Linked DNA regions of Gossypium arboreum: region 1 is linked to region 2. The links are chromatin contacts, called in public Hi-C maps. All regions are on one chromosome and are shown on one strand. The core of a region is the stretch at or near the end of the contact, and the rest is flanking DNA. Distances in the headings are between cores, read along the strand shown.

The links. A called contact is a pair of places that touch in the nucleus more often than the background predicts.
Region 1: a contact with region 2 is called in a Hi-C map of leaf, with 4 times the contacts expected there. The contact joins the promoter of LOC108479057 here to the promoter of LOC108477691 in region 2. A contact is called at or near these places in 2 of 5 Hi-C or Micro-C datasets (both in leaf).

The regions. Positions count from the first base shown.
Region 1 is chr12:22,801,004-22,805,800 of ASM2569848v2, forward strand. LOC108479057 reads right to left here and starts at 2,159. Exons shown (of 1, transcript XM_017781483.2): 1 at 1,592-2,159. The coding sequence starts at 2,070. The coding sequence ends at 1,777. It overlaps LOC108479181, which reads right to left. Exons shown (of 8, transcript XM_017781630.2): 8 at 4,050-4,797. The coding sequence ends at 4,397.
Region 2 is chr12:22,329,749-22,334,784 of ASM2569848v2, forward strand. It overlaps LOC108477691 (precursor of CEP5-like), which reads right to left and starts at 2,781. Exons shown (of 1, transcript XM_017780202.1): 1 at 2,476-2,781. The coding sequence starts at 2,781. The coding sequence ends at 2,476.

The sequences.
Region 1 (4,797 bases), core at 909-3,408, 470 kb after region 2:
ATTAATCTAAATAAGAAGTAATTTTAAACTAAACTTTCTTATTTGACTAAGAAACATAAAACTACTAAATAATTTTAAATACTTAAAAATATCTTAAAATTCAAATAAATAAATAAATAAATAACTAATAAAACCTAATATATACAATATTGGGCTCATATACCATAAAAATCAAGCCTAAAAATTGAACCGAATATGGTTTAAACTCAAATTAAAGCCCAAAACTCGTAATTTCCCGTAGTAATCTCATCCAAAAATTCTACACGTGCAATCTTTATTTAAATGGTCATAACTTGAGTTCTTAGACTCGAAATCGAGTAATTCAAAGCACATTTCAAAGATAAGAGATAGTTCTTCAAACGCTATGCAGACATATCAGTCCATAACTTTCTGGATCCCATCCAAAAATTCGTCACAAGTTGACTAATCTTTTGAGCTTTAAAATTGGCAGCTTAGTTAAATCGTCTTTAATAAATTTCACCATATCCATGCATGTATCAATAATGCATGGTTCAACTACATCAAGTATTTCAATCATTCTATGTCGTGTACCGGACGACTCAGTGAAGTAGTTGATGGCCACCTAATGGCCATGTCACCCTCTTCTCATACCCCATCATTGTTAAGTATTTTATTAATAGAATTTCTTTCTTCTTTTTTTTTTCATATCAGAGGCTTGAGCATGAAAGAAAGTTGTGTTTCTATCCCCTTCTCTAAGCCACCAAACCCTCGACCTTTGTAACCAATACCATTCTTCTTCAAGTGCATTATGAAGTTGGCTTTCAAGAGATTTTTCTTCGGCTAGTATGGAGGCATTCGGTTGGGACATTCTCAAGTCTCGGAGTTGGTTCTAAATAAGCCTATCTTGCTACAGATCTCCCCAATGTTGATTGAATGCTATCTACTTAGATCATTCCCCACTCTTTTCAGCCTACTTCAAAAGTTCAGGTTAATTGAGTCTTACAAGGTCCTCCATAATACTCGTTTGCATTCATCATTTTTGGTCCATGAAGTTTTAAAAAGGAATTACTTCTTTTTCCATCTACTACTAGAGTGGATCTCCTGTGTTAAAGACTAGAGGGCAATGATCTGGTTCGGTCCAAGCTATATCTTCTGCCTTAAAATGTGGGTATTTGTTACACAAATCCGTGGTTGCCATCATACGGTTAATTTGTTCTCTTATAGGATCATTTCCATCTCTATTATTTGACCAAGTGAACCACATTCTTTCAAACCCCAAGTTGTTCAGATTAGATATCATGTTGGAATTTTTTTTTTTGTTCATTTGGTGGATGTTTCATGGGGCACCTCCGCTTTTATCGCCATCATGGCCGGTTTCATTGAAATCTCCACAAACAGATTGATTATCCAAGCTAGTGAGAGTGTTCCATGAGATGTCTCTTAATCTAGCTTTAGGTTCCCCATAGAATAAAATCAACAGAAAAACAATTTTGGAAACAACATTGTCGTCTCACTCTGTCCTTTTCCTGTGCAGTCGTGGTCTCATAGAGGAAAATAATGTCGGTTTATGAGTTTGTGTTTCAGACGAAGGAACAAGAATATCAACTTGTAGAGCTAGAAGGCAAGCAAATTATATGATTGTATCAAATGATATTGGAGAAATAAAAGATAAACAAATTATTACAGAACCTGGATTGAAATAAGTAGGAAAATCCACAAAGCAAGCGTACACAATCTTAAGAGTCATTATTAATAATACATAGACACATATTTGTTAAATAGTTACACTTGCATTTAGTGGTTTGCAAAATCAAATCACCAATCGCTTTGATAAATTTTCATATGCAAGCGTTTCTGAGCATAATTCACCAGCTTCTCAATCTCCTTGGCGTTCTCAATTTGGCCATCATGGTTGCAATCCGCTTCTTTCATCCCTTGACGTGCTTTCCACCATCCAAACTTAACTCTCAGGCTATGCAGTGCCTCTTTCAGCTCTTCCTGGTTGATCCGCCCGTCGTGATCCGCATCGAAACGCCGTAGCCATGCTTTGAATTCATCCACCGTCATTTCGTTGCTTGGTTGGACATCGATACACCGCATGATCGCCATGCCTCTGATAATTCTAATGAAAGAACTGTATGTGCTTTTTATGGTGCCAATCTACCATGAGATGCTTGAAAAGATTGATTTTAGTGGCAAACAGAATAATCTAATAGCCATGGGTGGCTATGCTACCTTTATTTTTGTCGCTATTGTTATCAGAATCTTTTAAATCTTAAGATCTTTTGTTTGTTTCAAATTCATTCAACTTTATTCTTCATACTCATGCCACCCTCCCATCGATATAAAGTTAGCCAATAATTTCATCATAAGAAGAATATACAAGATGATGCACATTTTCGTTGAAAGATTTATAATAGCAAAACCATTACTGGTTCAACTGAATCACTGTAAATTCAAGGGCCATGAGCTGTACAAACACATTGAGTATCATATATATAAGATTAAAAAGGGGTTCTTCCTCTTGGGAGGGCTACTTGCATTGGAGCTATCATTTCAAAGCCTTTAATTTTGACCTATAAATATTCAAAAAGAAATTAATGTTTGTAACGAAGATGAATTTAATTAAAAAATTAAAGATACTAACAATTGAATTTACATTTTAAATTTTAAAAATGATAAGACTAAATTATTTAAAATAAAAATAGAAAGATTAAATTCTAAATATAAAAAAATACAAATACTTGAAACTAATTTATTGGATTATGAATGTAATGGTGAAATATGAGTCTTCTTGATTCTAAAGCTTCACTATTTAATTTTGTTAACTTTGTCGATGTACTGTTTAACACGTGTTGTGCAATTTGTAATATTGATCGGCTGTAAATATTAATTTCATATCTTTTATATATAAAACTAGACATTTATGAGTGTCGAGATAGCATAATTATTATATAATTATGTTCAAAATCTAACTTTGTTATACATATTTTGGTTTATAATTGAAAGTTTTTGAATATTTTGAGACAAAGTTTAATAAAATGATAAAAAAATAAATTTATGAAAAAAAAACTAAATATTAACAGTATTTTATAAATAAAACTAGATCTTTTAGGATTTATTTTTGAAGTCTTTCTTTCATAATATAAAATTCTATGTAAATTTCTTAACTTCTAATGGTTTTATAAAGTCGATTATTACTATAGATTATCTAGAAAAACAATTTGAAAGAAAAAAAAATTACTAACTTTTGTGTTGAAATCATTCGGAATCGAAGTTAAGCGGAAAATTTAATCACATAAAAAATCAATCTACAGTGAGAAACATGAATAAGAAAACCAAATTTATGACGATTTTCTTTTAAAGCAAATTTATAAACTCATGACAATTCGTGTGTAGAAATGAAGAGCACTCCTAAACAGCCCATTTTGATTTACAGATGATAAAAAGAAAAGGCTTGACACTACTTTTTTTGGCTATTGGCAAAAACTTACAAGGAAAATTCCTTAGAATGAACTTTTTCATAAGTTTTAATGTTACGTAAAGTACTATAAAAGTTGTAATAGCATGTATAAATAGGTAATGTTTTTGTAATTAGTGTTTCAGAAAATATTACTAGTATAATTTGTGGAGGTTATAATAATGTGTAATTAAACAAAATATTACGAATGTTACAATATGTAATTGAATGTTGTATAATTGAACAATGTAATTACATAATATTACAAAAATTGTAACAACTTGTGTAATAAAGAGTTTTTATTTTGTTTGTCACCATGACCCAAAAAAACCAACTACCCGATTAAAAATCGAACACGCAACAATATGATTAAAAATCGAACCTCCAACAATATGATTAAAAGATAAGGTAAACAACCATTCCACCTAGATAACATCATAAAATTTTTGTAAAAATGTGTAATTGCATAATTAGATGAATATTACAAATTTGGTAATAAGTTGTATTATTAGAGGTTATATGAGAAGCATTTAACAGTAAATTTACCGTCCAAACTAAATATTAGGGAAACCCAAAGCCCATATAATTCATTACTGGATGGGGAAAAAAAGTAAGTGGATGCGTCATGTATAGAGAGCTTTTAATAAATGATGATCAAACCCCAAGACTTTATGCGTCTTACCAAATTGGTACATGATAGTGATGGGCAACGGCAACGTGTGAACCCACAACCATCACCAGCTCCTTCAAACTAAACACTACATCGCGTCTTCTACCCCCAAAAACACCCATTTCTTCCTACATCGACAAATCAAAAACCTATGACAAAACTGCTATTCACCATCACTATTGCAGCAAACTTCAATCAAAAATACCAGCGGATATAAAGTTCCATTCCCATACTAATCCAAGCGATGCTACCAAAAAAAAAAAAACTGTATGGTTAAGGAAATGAGAAGCTTTATTTTCCTATCATCACGAAGATGACGAACCATTATTGGTCTGTTTAGCCACATAAATCTGCTTCATCTTTGAAGTGGGGAAGTTCTTGTCTCCACCCATGGATTGGTTCCTTCCTTGGAAACCTGTTCTACGTTGGGTCCATTCACCCGCTCCATTCTTTTGTGAGACCGCATTTCCTCTCTGATGATTATACCAGGAAGAGTTACCATAATGCTGAGGAGAAGCTATATTCTTCTGCTGGGAAGAAGACTGAACAGCCTTAAGAGCAGTATTTGTGCTCTGCCTACTACTAATACCATCATTCTTGCCAGCATCAGCAACTTTAGTGAGGGACGGGCTTTTAGTATCATGTTGTGCAGAAGCAGCAGGGATGGTGGAGCTCGATGGTTCCACCAACCCTAGTTCATCGGGCA
Region 2 (5,036 bases), core at 1,531-4,030:
ATATATTTTGATATATATATATATATATATATATATATATATATATATGGCTTATCATGTTTGATGTGTGTTTGATATGTTTGAGTGATGGTGAACTTATAAGTATATTGATGATTGGTTTAAATTGGTATATTTGGCATAATTATGCATATATGTGGTTGGACCAATAGGTGATTGTGGATGTTGATTGACATGTTATAAGATGTTATTTGAGGTGCCTAAAGGCATATTGGTTGTATGTTGTGGTAACACATGTTTAGACATGATTCTAGCTTGATTTAAATGTCTTGTTATGGCTTGGTGATGTGCAAATTAATGTGTATAGGTTGATGTCAATTTGGGTGAGAAATGTGGCTTGGAAAATTACCTATTTTCTTCCATATGGGCAGAGATACGGGCGTGTATCTCAGCTATGTGTCACACAAGCGTGTCTCCTGCACCTTTGAAAAAATTTTAATATTTTTCAAAAAAAATTTTGAGTACTCAATTTAGTCCAAGGTGAGTTCCAACTGCCATTGCATCTATGACATGCTTTTTCATATTTGTTTTATGGTTCATGTTCAGTGTTTGTGGCTGTCCTTCTTAAAAATGTTGTCTCGAAGGTTCGAACTCGCATTCTCTTCTTAGGAGTGCAATGGGCCTTACCACTACGCACAACACTTGTTGATTGGATTAGTTCATGTTTAATTTGCAAAAAGAAATTGTTACATTCAATACTCACATATATATATATATATATATATATAGTTAGTATTTAGTACACATACTTTTTTATTCCACCAACCTTAAAAAATTATGTATCAATTATTTTAAATATTTATTTTCTTAATATTTTATTATACCCTTATAATATAATTGTTAATCCTTTGACTCTACTCATGAAGCTAAAACTCCACTAACAATAAGGTATCAAATAATTTTCATATATATACCCAATATTATTTACTAATTTCAAGCTTGTTTGTCTTACCTGCTATTATTGCTTATAGTTTGGTTTTTATTTTTCTTTTTTTTAGACGAGCATGCTCAAAATTAATCAAGAGTGAAGGGCACCAACCAAAGGAGAGGGTACTCCACCAACGTTGAATGCACTAAAGAAATATTTGGCAATTTTGTCCTGATCGATCAAGTCAAATGAAGCAAATGACGAGCCCCAGTTCGCCGTCCCTCAACCTCTCCACTTAGAGTTGAATAAATTTGATAATTAAAATCTCCCAAAAGGACTTTTTTCTTTTTTAATGGTTCCTGCATCTAAGGAAGTCCTCAGCCTCTGCAACTGATTGGCATACAGAGAAGGAAGGCAGCTAAAGACTTTTTTTTCTTCTTTTTTACCTTTTTGGCTTTTGCAATGAACAAAACCATTTGATTCTGTGTTGTGCTAGGCTGTAAAATGCAACTGTACAGTCAGAGAGAGTGACAAACACGTGATCTTTTGATTCATTCCTATTCTTAACTGGTCCTGTTACTCCAATACTTCAAATATCTCAATTCTATAGTTTGTGTTGCACTGCCTCACATGGTTTGTGTCTCTTTGAGCTTACTCAATTCTTTTCACATATTTGAAGCATTATACGTTGTATATAATACATATATGCTCTGAGGGTTTCTCCATTCTTTCAACTTCCTTTTCTTATAGACGATATACGAAAGAAATGTCCATATTTTTGTAATATTACAGTAATTAGTGAATATCAATCAAACCTCAAATCCGCCATTTGAACTTCAGATTTCATAAAACGGCATTCAACTTAAAGGAGTTTGACATCTTAAGTAGAATAAATAAACTTCTTACACTACATTTGATATTAGTATTATTTTTACGCATTTGTTACGAAAGACTATATTTATCCTTAACCAAAACGACCCCATTCGTCCATCAAGAAGTTATGATGGGCCATCTTCAATTCTATAACCAAGTTGGTAATCTTGTTAATTACGCCTTTTTTTTCCCTAGCATATACCTCAGTTGCTTGGGCTCCTTTGGATACCCAAGCAATTCCAGTACGGAGTTTAAAGGATTTTTTTGGTGCAATCACACCATTCTTTCTGTTTGGATAATTTTACCCCAGTTTAGTAGACGACCTGGATATTAGTGGGACTAAAATGTTTCACTGATGGAAAAATGATAGGTTTATTTATTTAAAAAATAAAAACAATTTTAGAATTTAATAAATCATTAATTAATTATTTTGATTAAATTATTTATTAGCTCTTCAAATATATTTTATACCACTTTAATTAATAGGCAAAGAAGGAGTTATAAAATGTAAAAATCCAAGAATTTCATTTGCTCACTGACTTCACTAAATATATTTTACAAACACTCAAACCTAAGGTACCTGAAACTGAAATTTAAACTAAGATAAGACAACACAAATAGAAACCGAACCACTTAAGCTGAAATCTTTTCTAGGATAGGAATCTGTGTGGCACTATAATACCATCTGTCTGTCTTCAAAGTAAGGATGTTTGGACCTAGTTTTGAATGGAATGGCCAATGCCAGGATTGTGTCCAGGAGATGTGCGCCTGAAATCTTGGTCGTTTTTCGGCGGCGAGGCTCCAATTACCACAGTTGGTGGTGAAGGTGGAGACTTGGTTTTGTTAACACCATTAATTTTGGGATCAACAATATTCCTACTTTCCTTTGCTAGGATTCTATTAAATGTTCTCACCTTCTGATTCTGCTCCAAAATCAAATGCCTTCCTAAAATTCCCTCAATTTCCAGGAAGAGAACAAGCGAAAGGAGAACAAGAATAGAGAGAAGATTGTTTTGGGCCATATATAAAATAGGTAAAGCTTAAAATGTGGAATTAAAACAAGTGAAGAAGGAGATACTTAGCAACTTTGCTTACAGACTTCTTCGTTCCCTATGGTGCTAGCTCTATTTATAGACGAAGATCGATCGAGAAAAGAGGTGTCAAAAGACTGATAAATATATATATATATATATATATATATTAAAAGGTGTAAATAAATTACATAATCTTTCTCCACATGCGGCCATAGAGCTTAGGTTATGGTCACTTAAACTCCAACAACATTTTGCATGGGCCATGCAACTGTTCTTTATTCATTTATTCTCCTTCTCTTCTTAACCTAATGTGATTTCTACTATATATTATTCTCTTATAAGAGTTATGAGTTGTCTACTAATATCAATTAAAGACTTTCAGTCTATCAATATATCCTTTTGTATATGTGATCTATTTTATTGAAAACATAGAGTAGTGTACTTAATTAACTTAGCCCCCACCTGCTCACCATTAAGAGTTTATAAAAACATATTTCTGTCAAGAATCTTTTAATATATTGTCTTGTTGTGTACCATGTACAATATATTCAGCTTTCCAACTCAAATTCCCAGCTGTTATAAACCCCCCATTCTCTCTCTCGTTTCTTTGTAGCTTCTAAAAGTGAAGTGACTCGTAGGTTTTAGAAGCTATGAAAAGCATTTGCAATTGAAGCTGATTTTGCTTTCTGCAACTTCTTACTGTTGACCTAACAATTTAATGCTTACTATTTGTTATTTGCAAGGAATTTCCGAAGGAAAGACTAAACAAGGCTTTATATTTTCTGTATACCCGACCTAAAAGAGGCTTAGATAATCAGCCTACACCCACAGTGAGATTGAACTAAAAGAGGCCTTTTAATTCCTTAGATTGGGCTGGAATGGGATGATGACTCCATGCATTCTTTTTTTTCTTTACAATAACTTTGGAGGGAAATTTTTAAAATTCTTAAGTAATTTAGCAATAAGATATTATGAGATAGTAGTATTTGTGTTTTTTTAGGTAAAATGCTTTTAAAAGAAATTAAGTTCTTGAAATTTCGAGAGATAGAAGTTAATTATAAAAGAAGAGCAATGGTTTTCGAAATAAAATAATACATATTAGTATAAAATGTATATGCAATATAGGTGCATCAAATTTTCTACAAATATATAAATATTATGGGTGAAAATTTAGTACATAGTCTATTTTTTATTTCATAAATAATCTTAATTTTTATTTCATAAATAATCTTAAAAATTAATATGTGGATTTTTTTAGGTAGATTTATATTTTAATAATTTATTATATCTATATAGGATACTTGTTAACTCCTAATCTGTTTGTGGAGTTTAAAACTTTACTAACAATGCATCAAATATTTTCCTAAATATTATTTTAATAATATAAAGTAATTATTTGATACACTTGTGAAGTCTAAAAATTTTCACCGACAATGGGATAATTTTCCTATAAATTACATAATATACGTTATTTATATTTTTTAATAGTAAGATTATGTGAATTAAGGGTATATATGAACACTATAAATTTATTGTATGGGAGTGTAATTATGAGGATAGCAATTAATTACATTTTTTTATTACAAACAATTCTTATTCTTAAGATGTATTTGACTAGGAGAGTGCAATTATATTTTAATTTGAACTTAAAAAAAAGGATAAAAATAAAGTTTTAAAGTCACTATGATTAATTAACCATGCGCTTCTCTTCATTCTCACACCCCTCCCAAGAATTGAATAGTGTAATTAGGCGTGAATAAATTTCGATTCAATTAAAAAAAATTAATTTTTTTTTGAATTTCGAACTAATCGAATTAGGTTATTCATTTTTTTTTCAAATCAACTCTAACAAGTTATTTGATTTTTTGAATTTGAGTCAAATTGAATTTTACAACTCAAATAATAAATTGATGTAAATATTCAGTGGGTCCCTAATAGTTTTAAAAGATGCAAATTGGTCCTCTAAAAATTACAAAAATTCAAAATATTTATAAAATAATTCTTTCCAATTTTTATAAATAATATATAATTAAAAATATTAAAAATTATACAATAATTCTAAATTTTACTTTTTAAAATTCCAAAATAATAATTTTGAGGTCTTAAATAAATAAATTATCAATTCAAGTTTATCATTCCAATTATTTTATCTTCTTTTCTTTTATTTTTGTTTTGAAGAGAATTTTAAAATATATATAATATTTTTAATTTAGAATTTAATCATATTATCATAAAATTTGAAT